Linked DNA regions of Salmo salar: region 2 is linked to region 1. A link is a contact called in public Hi-C data. All regions are on one chromosome and are shown on one strand. Each heading gives the region's core, a stretch centred on a gene start, on an enhancer-like site or on the middle of the called end of the contact. The rest is flanking DNA. Distances are from core to core; before and after follow the strand shown.

Region 1 (5,175 bases), core at 1,208-3,707:
TATATGTACAACTGTCTCTGCATCTTATACGACAAGATTTCGTTCACAAATCCTCTGATATGCTCTGAAATGTAGATGTACCCATCATTCTGTTTTGGTACGAATTTGTACCATTACAGCAAGGTCAGTGAATTAAATGGGTCAAATCCCTTGTTCAGCTGACCACGAGAACAGATAAGCACATACCTATCCTGACGCAATTAAAAAGTATTTGCTGAACTTCGAACTTTAACCCCAAGAGCTATAGTTCGTTTGACCAAAGATAATGTATATATCTGATTTGATTATATATATTCACGCTGAGATAGACATAACTTTCAATTTGCGGAAAATCTCTCATTTATTGTCATTAAATATATATATAGAAAAGTTATTACTGAACCCTTGTCTGATTACGTCACGACGTTGCTTCATGAGCGTTCTACCTGCGCAGAATTTTTACATCCAGCAAACACGTTCATTGAAATAAAATGGCCCATAGAATAGATGCTAACTGTCAGAAAATACAAAAATAAACGTATTATTGGCTATGTGCGCTGATAAATCATTGTATTTTACTGTATCTGCCTCTCGTGTATGTTAAATAAAGTCTATATGGACTTATCTGCTGTAGTTACAAAAGTATCCACCAGAGGATACATTGTGTTTATATTTGACTTATAGCAGTAAAATCATGGTGAAACAGCTTGGAAAGGTTTGTTGTTGTTTTCTTGTTCATAAAGGTTGGTGCATGACATTGTGATTGCAAAAGCTGCCCTGCCTAAGAAATACCTGATACAATCTGATAGCCTGGTAGACTAAGGTAATACCAAAAATGATATACTCGGTGGTAGCCTAATACAAGGCTGAAGTGGAGCGGTTTGAGAGCTTCCTCTGTGTCCACATCACTAAGGATCTTTCATGGTCTGAACACACCAACACAGTCATGAAGAGGTCACGACAACGCCTCTTCCCCCTCAGGAGGCTGAAAAGATTTAGCATGGGCCCTCAGATCCTCAAAAAGTTCCACAGCTGCACCATTGAGAGCATCTTGACTGGCTGCATCACTGCTTGGTATGGCAACTGCTTGACATCCGACCGCAAGGTGTTACAGAGGGTAGTGCGTGAGGCCCAGTACATCACTGGAGTCGAGCTCCCTGTCATCCAGCACCTCTATACTATGCAGTGTCAGAGGAAGGCCCTAAAAATGGTCAAAGACTCCAGCCAAGTCATAAACTGTTCTCTCTGCTACCATACAACAAGTGGTAACAATTAGTTAAATTGGTAACCAAATAGCGGTACCGATTAGTTAAATAGTTAACCAAATAACTACCCAACTATCTGCATTTACTCTTTTTGCACAAACGTTTTTTTGACTCATCACATACACTGCTGCTATTGTTTATTATCTGTCACTTTATTTCTAGTTATATGTACATATCTACCTCAATTAACTCGTACCCCTGCACATCAACTTATTGTGTATCTATTATTATTTGTATTATGTGTTTTACATTACTATTTACTATTATTTTTCTATTTTCTTTCTCTTTGCATTGTTGGGAAGGGCCCGTTAGTAAGCAAGCATTTCACTTTTAGTCCACACCTGTTGTTTACAAAGCATGTCACAAAAATAACTCCTAAAAGCATGCAGTACAACGTGTATGTCCATTTAATATTGTAGAGGACCTAAAAACAAATTATGCTCTGAAAGAGTCAAAATAAAGGCTCACCCCATCACCGTGACGAACATTTATATAAGCCAATGAGAAAACAGATTCAAGATATTTATTTTTTCTCTTAACCAATGATAGCTCTTCTTACATCTCCGTGCATGTCATGTTGCCGCCCAGCAGAGGTCGCTATTCTATCGGTGCAATCGATATGCATTACCAAACAACCCAAACCTGTCTGACTTTGAAAGTGTGCAGAGATCATCAACAACAACAACAACATGACATTGAGACTGTTGTTAAGAAATCATGTAGTGATGATTGCACTGAGAAAAAGTGTTTTGGAAGTGAAATAGGCTATTCAGACCTGTCCTACCTGTGATCAGGACATTTGGGTCATACTAGGCTGCTAGTTATCTGTAAAGGTGCTATGGTTCAACTGACATCATGAGTAGGAGTACGATAAGATTTAAGTGTGCAATAATATGTTTGTTCACGTGAATAATAATACGATAAGAGGTGTCTTACTCCATCACGCTGGGCGAGGTCAATCAAGTGCACCCAGCCTTCGTACTCCATTTCCTTTGCTTTTCTCCCATCTGTATAATGGAGATGTGTCCCCAAACATGGAAACTGAAGTACTCGGTCAACCATGTTCGCGCCTTCAGATTATTGTGTCAATGTAGATTTAGTACATTGATTTGATCCATAATGGCGCCAGTTTCATCGGTGCACAAATAGTACCCGCCCACATTCAAGAGCCAATCACAATCAGTGTTTCATTTGGCATCTTTCTCTTTCCTTCAGCCCCATATCGAAGCCAAAGCCCGTCTGGAAACAGTTTGTAAGGGGTAGTTAATGAAGATTAAGCCGAAACAAAATATCGTTTTTAGCTACTTTAAATTGACCTTTCAAGGCTCCAGTTTTGATTACTGGGCATACAAAGCTTCATTTCAGACCATGGTCACAAAATAAAATTGTACAAGGACGTTTTCGAGAAGATTTTAAGCTGTATGTGTCGATTGTTGGTGTACAGGAATTAGCAAGCTAACGTTACTTAGCACTAGCCTACAAATATTAGCTAGCTAACTAGCGTAGCTTGCTAACGTTAGCTTCAAGTTGTCTGATTTTCAACTGAGATGGTTGCAGTATTTCTTGGATGTCTACGGACGGCAGATTGCTGAACCAGAGGGCCTCAAATGGGAAAAACAAGCATCGGACAGGAATATCTGGGATAAGCTTGTCGACGTAACTCAGATTCTGTTGAAGGTAAGACGCAATAACATTAGTTGGCTAGCTAGCTGTGTTTGTTAGTGAACTAGATATACTAGCTTGTTATGCCGTTAGCCATAGCTGTCTAGCTAACTAGATAACATGGCTTCATGCTCGAGTCGAAGAAATGTGTTATGAAGCTAGCTGACCCCTCCCCCAGTCCAGCATTCTAACTGCGTAACAGTACGCGTTTAACTTGCAAGATGACAAGTAAGGGCTTAATCTAGGCGAAAACCGTGGCATACTAGCCTGCGAGTAGTTTGTTGACCTACAGATCCTGTTGATGTTATAGCTAGATATTTCGTTGCATAGGTAGTTGGGATATTCTCTGAAATGTATTTGAAACGCTTCAGTGCCATCCATGTAATAGCCTACACTTCTCTTCAGGCGATTGATCTATGTTGTTGTTTAAAAAGAATAACACCATGTGTTCAAGGGATGATGCATCACTGCCAGTGACGTTATTTCATGAAACTCATCTACATATTTCTTTTTGGAAAAATACACCGAGATGGAATGAAATATTTGGTTATGTTGATGTGTAATGCAGTGGTGAGATTAGCTAAGACTTGCCTCGTAATAATTGACCATTAATGCTCTCCAAAGTTGCTTGACTTCTCCTCGTTTTGGCAATGTGTTTGTGTTTGTTTTCTAGTCGACTCATGGTCCATAGATCCAGGATTTGTCATTTGATTAGAATATTTTGCTGTAATGTATTAACACAGTTACTGTGAAATGTGTCATTTACTCTGTCCTAACAAGAATATCATTATGGTTGTCATCAAAGTAATACAGGTGTGCAGTGTTTTTGAGTTAATTCCTATAGTAGTCCCAATACCATTGCTTGACAGGCTCTATCATTTGAGTGGCTGCGGAATGGTATGCAAATGAAGTCAACAAGAAGTCACAACAGTAAGGCTTTGACTTCTGGTTGTGGGAGAGCATGAAAAGAAGGGCAAGAATCCTAACAGACGACTACTGTACTTGGAGTAGACTGTGGTTGATAACGTTTTGGTGCAGTATCAGTTCTGTTGAAAACACTGCAGTGGAGCTGCTGGCTGTATTTTCTTACAGAGATACTCTGAGCTCTTCAGCTTGTTGGGCGTTCACGTTGAAATTCATTGCAGACGCAGCAATGCATGTAATCCCCCACCACCTTTGTCAAGACGTTGGAAGCGCCAATTTCATGTCTTAGTTTCTGTAGTTATTTTGCAACTTCTTGCCTCTTCATTTTTTGATGTAAATACGACTTGCCTCTGGATGTATTAAATCAATAAGTACCCTGGTACAACACATATTACGCGATGTATACGCTTGGTACACTTCCCACGGTAGTTTCAGCTTTAGGGTGAGGTTTTGTAGAACTTTATGGCCTAGAAGGAGATTTTCACCACAGTGTCCTGTTGTAGTGTGTAAGCCTGAGACAGGAAATTGTGTCCTGCCTGGGTCAGTGAGGTCAGGAGCTGTGTTGGGAGCTGGGATTTCCTGTTCAAGGCAGCCAATCTGTGCCATCCGGTGTGCCCTGTCTTCAGCTGTCTAAGTGAGCCTCTTTTACACAGGTTCAGAGACTGTGGTTCCTGTTGTGTCCTGGCCCAAGTCTCCTGAGTTTTAGCCTATTTGTGGTCATGGCAGTGCCACTATTTGACATGGTCCTTCTGTGCCCTCTCCTGCCTACACAGTGTGTAACGTGACACCTTCAGCACTTTCAGGCAGGCTAATAACAGGGCAGAAATATAAATCTCAGTGGGGAATATTGAGTGTCCCTTCACAATGCCTCTCTGGCAGTCTGGATTGGACGGCCTTGCTCGGTTTGGCATGTTATGTCTTGTGTAGAGGAGAGTGGCAGGGCTTCCGCAAGTCTGTGCATCCTCCATCTTGCAGCCCTCTACTGTGTTTACGTTGCTGCTCTGTGCGACTATCTAAACCTGCAGTGCAGGAAAGACGCAGCATAACGCCTGTACTGCGACTGTCTGTGGTTCGTCCCACCACATCCTCTCTCTACGCTTTTGCCCTGAGGTCAGTGTGCAGTAGCTGCATTGCCCCCACACTTGTTGTGGCATGCAGGGCTTAGAGATTGCTCACCTAAAGATTACCAATGTTTATACCCAGGCAACCGTTTCCATTGGATTGAGTCATAGCTCTGACGAGGTGTTGGATCTTGAATCGCAATGTTTTTTTATTTTTGTTTACTCTGGTTCCAGAATGTGGGAAGGAATGTTTTGTGTTATGAGCTGATAAGAAACCTAGTCGT
Region 2 (5,007 bases), core at 841-3,340, 41 kb after region 1:
CAATCAAATATAACCCCTTTGACAAACGGGCTGAAACACTGACCTTTGGGCATGGCTTGATGGCAGAAACGTTGTATTGTGTGTTTGTCTTTGCAGATGGCACAGGTTTAGAGGCGAAGCCCCGCTGCTGCTGGAGGAGTTGGAGGTAGCCGTAGTAATAGGAAGGTACAGGGGGCCACGTCCGACTCTGCCACTGAAATGGTTTTTGATGGCAGGTTGGGCAAGCGGCACACTGGGCTTTGGAAATTACTATCTAGGTGTGAGAATGAAAAGGACAAATAGTGCCAGCTACATAGAAAATAGTTTGTAAGTGCCGACTACAGGGCGCTCTCCCGTGAGGTATGAAGTGATGGGGAGAAGAGATGGGAAGGAAAAATATTTCAATCTTCAATATGTCAAAAGAGAACATTGCTTTGAATGCAGTTTGTGTGTAAGCGGAGAACAGGATGTATCCATTTTTTAATGAAGAGATGTTATGCTGCTGGCTTGAAAAGAATGTGCTGCTCGGAGGTCAGGGTTGATTCTCATGCTCTGTTCAAGGGTATGGCTCAGAGCTGCTGACAGCCAGGCAGGCCAGTGTTTGTCCCACCACTCCCACACACACTGTCAGAACCAAGCTCACCCACCACAGCAACACACTGACTGCAGAGTAGAGGGGACTGGCTGTGATGATAGATAGCCAATGCTACTCTGAAATGGTCAGATTTGCAGTGTGTGTCTGGATGCTGAGGAGTTGGCTGGGTGTTTTGTAGATGGGACAGAATGTTTTAAAATGTTCTACCTCCCCTTCTCCAGAGCCAAGTTCCCATCAGTGAGTCGTCCGTACACTAAGTCTGTGTTTAGATCTTAAGTCTAATTTTAGAGCTGAGCTTTGGCTTAGTGCTGAGAATAACAGGATAACAGTAGCCTCTTTACTTTGCCTTTAACCAATAGCTATGACAGCGGCGTTGCATTAGACAAGACTAGACAATGGCCTCACGTGGTTCTGTTCAATCAGGGTCCAAGAGACCAGATTGACTGGTCCTAGCCTGCTCACTGTCCCTCTGCCTCTCTCCCTCCAGTACAATAACCTCTGAACAGTGCTATGTACCCGCCAGGCACCCAGTGTCTCCCTCTCTGGGCCTCTCTACTGTACCTCCTCCACCCCTTGTCTCCTCACAGGATCAAACAGTCCCCCATCAAATCTGGGAGGGGGCAAAACCCAGTGGAACAAATGATTGTGTTTGTTCTAATGTGAGTTAAAGGGGCCCTCCCACAGCGTCTCCTGGCAGCCTGTGTTTCTGCCTGTTTGCTAGGGTATTTAGAACTCTGGCTGGGTGGTTTAAAGAACATGGATTGCCATGGAGACATTGTGCATTATTTCTATATCTGACCCTTTCAGCTCAAACTGTAATTGGATTATTTGTAGTGTAACGCATTTCATCTCTTTCTCTGTAGAGCGAGAATGGAAATATGAAGGATTTGTTTGCTATATCTGACTGGTAGAGTACAGTGTCAGCTCAGCAGCCTGACTGTGAATAGGCCTACACCACAGTTCTCTTCTGCACTTTGTTAGTGTTGTATTTATGGGAAAGGACAGTTTGATATGAGTGATGGGAGTTAGTGCAGATAAATTGGTTATTTCTGCCTTACCTTTCACCTCTTAATTTGTCAACGTCACCAGACTGGTCAGCCCAAGTCCAGGGCAGCTAGCCTACTTCTCAATCCACAACACTAGGGTTTTCATATATTTCTGACTTTACTTTCAATGTCTGTGTGAATTAAGTACTCCATATTAAAATGACCAATGGAGAAAATAGAGAATCACGCTCTAAAATCTATAGAACACCATCAATAATTATCTCTAAACATTAGCTCAATGAGATATGCTTGGATAGCATTACTTTTCTTGCTATTTCAGTTGCAGCTATTGTGTACAATTTCTGAGATGATTGTGTCCATGTAGAAATCGGTGAAGTGAGCGAGCGGGAAAGATGGCAGAAAGAGGAGCCACAACAACCATTATCCTCTTCTCTGTCCTTCCCCCATCCCCTCCCTCCCCCGTCCCTGAGTGACGCTGTGGTTTTTCCCCTGACTGCTGCCAGGTCTCTCCCTCCCTCTCGCTCCTCTCGGGATCATGATGACTGAGCTGTTTGCATGGGGCTGGAGATTAGCAGGCTAATGTAGTGTTGAGTGGGAGAGCAGAAGCTGAGGCACGGACAGCCACAGTGATGGGGCCTGGGCCTGCTGAACAACACTAGGCAGAACCCCTAACATTGGGCCTGGGCTGTGCTGGGGGGGGAGCCTGACAGCGTCAGGGTAAGCTATACCCTTGTAGTGGTGAATGGAATGTATTGAGTTTGTATTAAATACACACACAGCCTAATCTCTTGCACTGAGTGCTCTGGTAGTAGACGGGCCTATTTTAGGGAGCCACTTATTAAAGGTTGAATGAGTGGAGTAGCTTGTTCCCTCGTCTCTGGTTTCTCACCATAATGGCAGCCATAATGGCTCCGTTTCTGATTTATGTCAGGCAGGATCTGATTTCAGGAAACACTGTTTTTTTTCTTCTTCCAGTAATCTGAATTCCCTGTGCTTCCCACCCAGCCCACCTCTCAGGGGAGCCTGGAGCAAAGTGCTCGGGCCTGGGCGGACAGAACTGTAGCACGGCAGCCCAGCCCACTTGCAGGCAGTGGCAACCCAATCCTGCTCTCTGCTTTTTGGTTCAGTCCGCTGTCACTCCAGCAGCCAGAGCACTGTGACCTTGGTTTCAAGTAGCCCTGGCTTGGTAGTAAGCCAATACCACTCCTGGGATGGTGTGACCTTGTTCACCAGCCCACTGTACGTCTGCATGCCTCTCTCCCCCCTTTGGCAGAAGGGGCGACCTTTGCTTGCTGTGATAATTCAATGCGAAAACAAGAAATTGAGTCATTGGCTGGTCAATGGGCCTGTCCTGCTTGTGGTTGCATAAAGGCTGTTGAATGTCGTATTACCCTGTCCTGGGCTCTGCTCGGAGTCAGAGCTATCTGTCTTATGTGATTATTTATGTGGTTCACTGTGTGGGCTACAACAAAAGACTGTTACGTCAGCATCAAATGAGCTCCCTCTAGTACACCTGTCATTTGGCCACTTGGCTTGGTTGGAACTGTGAAATTACTTTCCCCCTTTTTCAATCAACTGATTGGAGCCCTGGCCAATCAGTGGGTTTGTGTCGTGTCGCTGGTACAGGGATGGAATGGCTTTATTGTCTGAATGAACGGAACTGCTCAGTTGCTAGGCTAACTGATATGCTTTCTTAGTGAAATCCTATGGCTTCTTTTGTGGTTGAGGTTTGTTTGGGTTGTGCCAAATCACTGTTGTCCAGTGCTGGTTAGTGAGCCACATGCTTGTTGTCACAGAGTGGTAAAGCCTTAACGTAAAGCCAGTGGGTACTAGCAGTGTATCTGACTGAACAACAAGGACCTATAGTTCAGCAGCTGGACCGGTCTCTCGTCAGCGTCCTGTTAAATCATGATGGCGCTGAAGTGGATAGCAGCAGTCTTAGGGGATCCTGAGCAATTCTGCACTCCAGCCACCCAGGCCATAGACTTCTCTCTGCTACCGCACAGCAAGCGCTACCGGTGCACCAAGTCTGAAACAAACAGGACCCTGAACAGCTTCTACCCACAAGCCATATGACTGTTAATCAAGGTTACTAAAATAGCTAATCAAATGACTACTCGGATTGCCTGCATTGACCCTTTTTTTGTGTTTTTCTAACACTCTTGCGCTGACTGCGCACAAACACACATTGGACTTTTACCCTCACACTGCAGCAGAAACACACACACACACCCACACACCCACCCACCCACCCACCCACCCACCCACCCACCCACCCACCCACCCACACAATGTTAGTGTGCCTGCCTGTTTTAAACGACTTAGTGCTATCTGGATGAAACCTACAAGAATGTGTTTGTGTGTGTTTCCTGTTCTGTTGCGAGGCGTGTAGGGGTGCAAGGCATTTTGTTTTTGTTGCCTGTTGTACTGCGCGCTGTGTCCTGGCCCGTGCATGCAGAGAAACATAGAGGGTTAAGCAGGCCTGGGCTTCTCTCTGCTCTCTCTCCGGATCCAGGTGTTCCTCTATCAGTGGCCTCACGGCGACAGACAGCAGATACTTAATGTGGGCCCTGTGTGTGTGCCCCCTCCCTGCTCCTGGCTTTGATTCACTCCAGCTGGTCGACTGGAATCAGCTCTGAATCCGCCCAGGCTTGTATGCTGGGGAGAATTCATGCTTGAAATTGTAATTGCTGTTGTATGTGAAGATGTGTTCCGCCCCCCCCCCCTCACTTGAAGTTTCCATTTTTGCAAATGGGGGGTTATCGCTTAAAGTGCTTTGTTATATTATGTAAACATGATTTCTAGACTGGGTCTGTTTTTTGTTTTTTTTATACAAAAACTCTTTACATAAAAGGAATGTAAAGATCTGTGCTTTCCATATACCTCTTATGTAAACACAATGTGTTGCCCTGTCAAGCTCTTGGTGCCCTTGGATGGAGTGAACCTTCTCACTACAGAGGGGGTACGACAAAGAAGGATCAATGAGCTAGCTTCTAACTTTGATAAACAACCATGAAATAGCTGTTTTTATGGTTCATTAAGAAGGTTTGACTTACATATGTGTTTTTGGTTGAGTCAATTAGGCCATGCCCATTTCAAGCGTATCTTTCTAAAAATACGAGTTACTTCAGAATAGTTAGGCACGTTATCTGGCTAACTCATTGCTCCTGCTTTGTAGTATACCCTTAGGGCTGGTATCATGGCGAGATGGATAGATCCTGAGAAACAGAGCAGTAGATTGATGTTTTGGACTGAGTTGTTGTTGTTCAGCTGTTCACAGAGATGGTGATAAAGAGCGGGGGGAGAGATCGAGTCACTGAGCGTCTCTGTGTGTCCATGCTCTCTGACGGAGCCAAGCAGGGGAACAGACGAGACAGCAGATGGGCCTTCTCAGACTTAACCCTTCCCATGCCTCTCGCGGGCCTG

Evidence for each region. Hi-C and Micro-C count contacts between places; a contact is called where the count stands out from the background.
Region 2: a contact with region 1 is called in a Hi-C map of muscle, with 5 times the contacts expected there. The contact joins the enhancer-like site here to the promoter of LOC106562161 in region 1. A contact is called at or near these places in 2 of 3 Hi-C or Micro-C datasets (gill and muscle).

What each region holds. Positions count from the first base shown.
Region 1 is chrssa11:15,293,221-15,298,395 of Ssal_v3.1, forward strand. It overlaps LOC106562161 (ankyrin repeat domain-containing protein 11), which reads left to right and starts at 2,458. Exons shown (of 14, transcript XM_014126847.2): 1 at 2,458-2,921. It overlaps LOC106562177 (paraplegin), which reads right to left and starts at 200. Exons shown (of 17, transcript XM_045689073.1): 1 at 1-200.
Region 2 is chrssa11:15,334,236-15,339,242 of Ssal_v3.1, forward strand. The region is part of intron 2 of LOC106562161 (ankyrin repeat domain-containing protein 11); the gene reads left to right. Among protein-coding and RNA genes, the nearest start is that of LOC106562161, 41 kb to the left of the region's middle. Within about 2 kb of position 2,091, at least 2 of the 13 cell types and tissues checked have an H3K27ac peak or open chromatin away from gene starts, as enhancers often do. A contact at or near this core is called in gill and muscle, where this site is marked.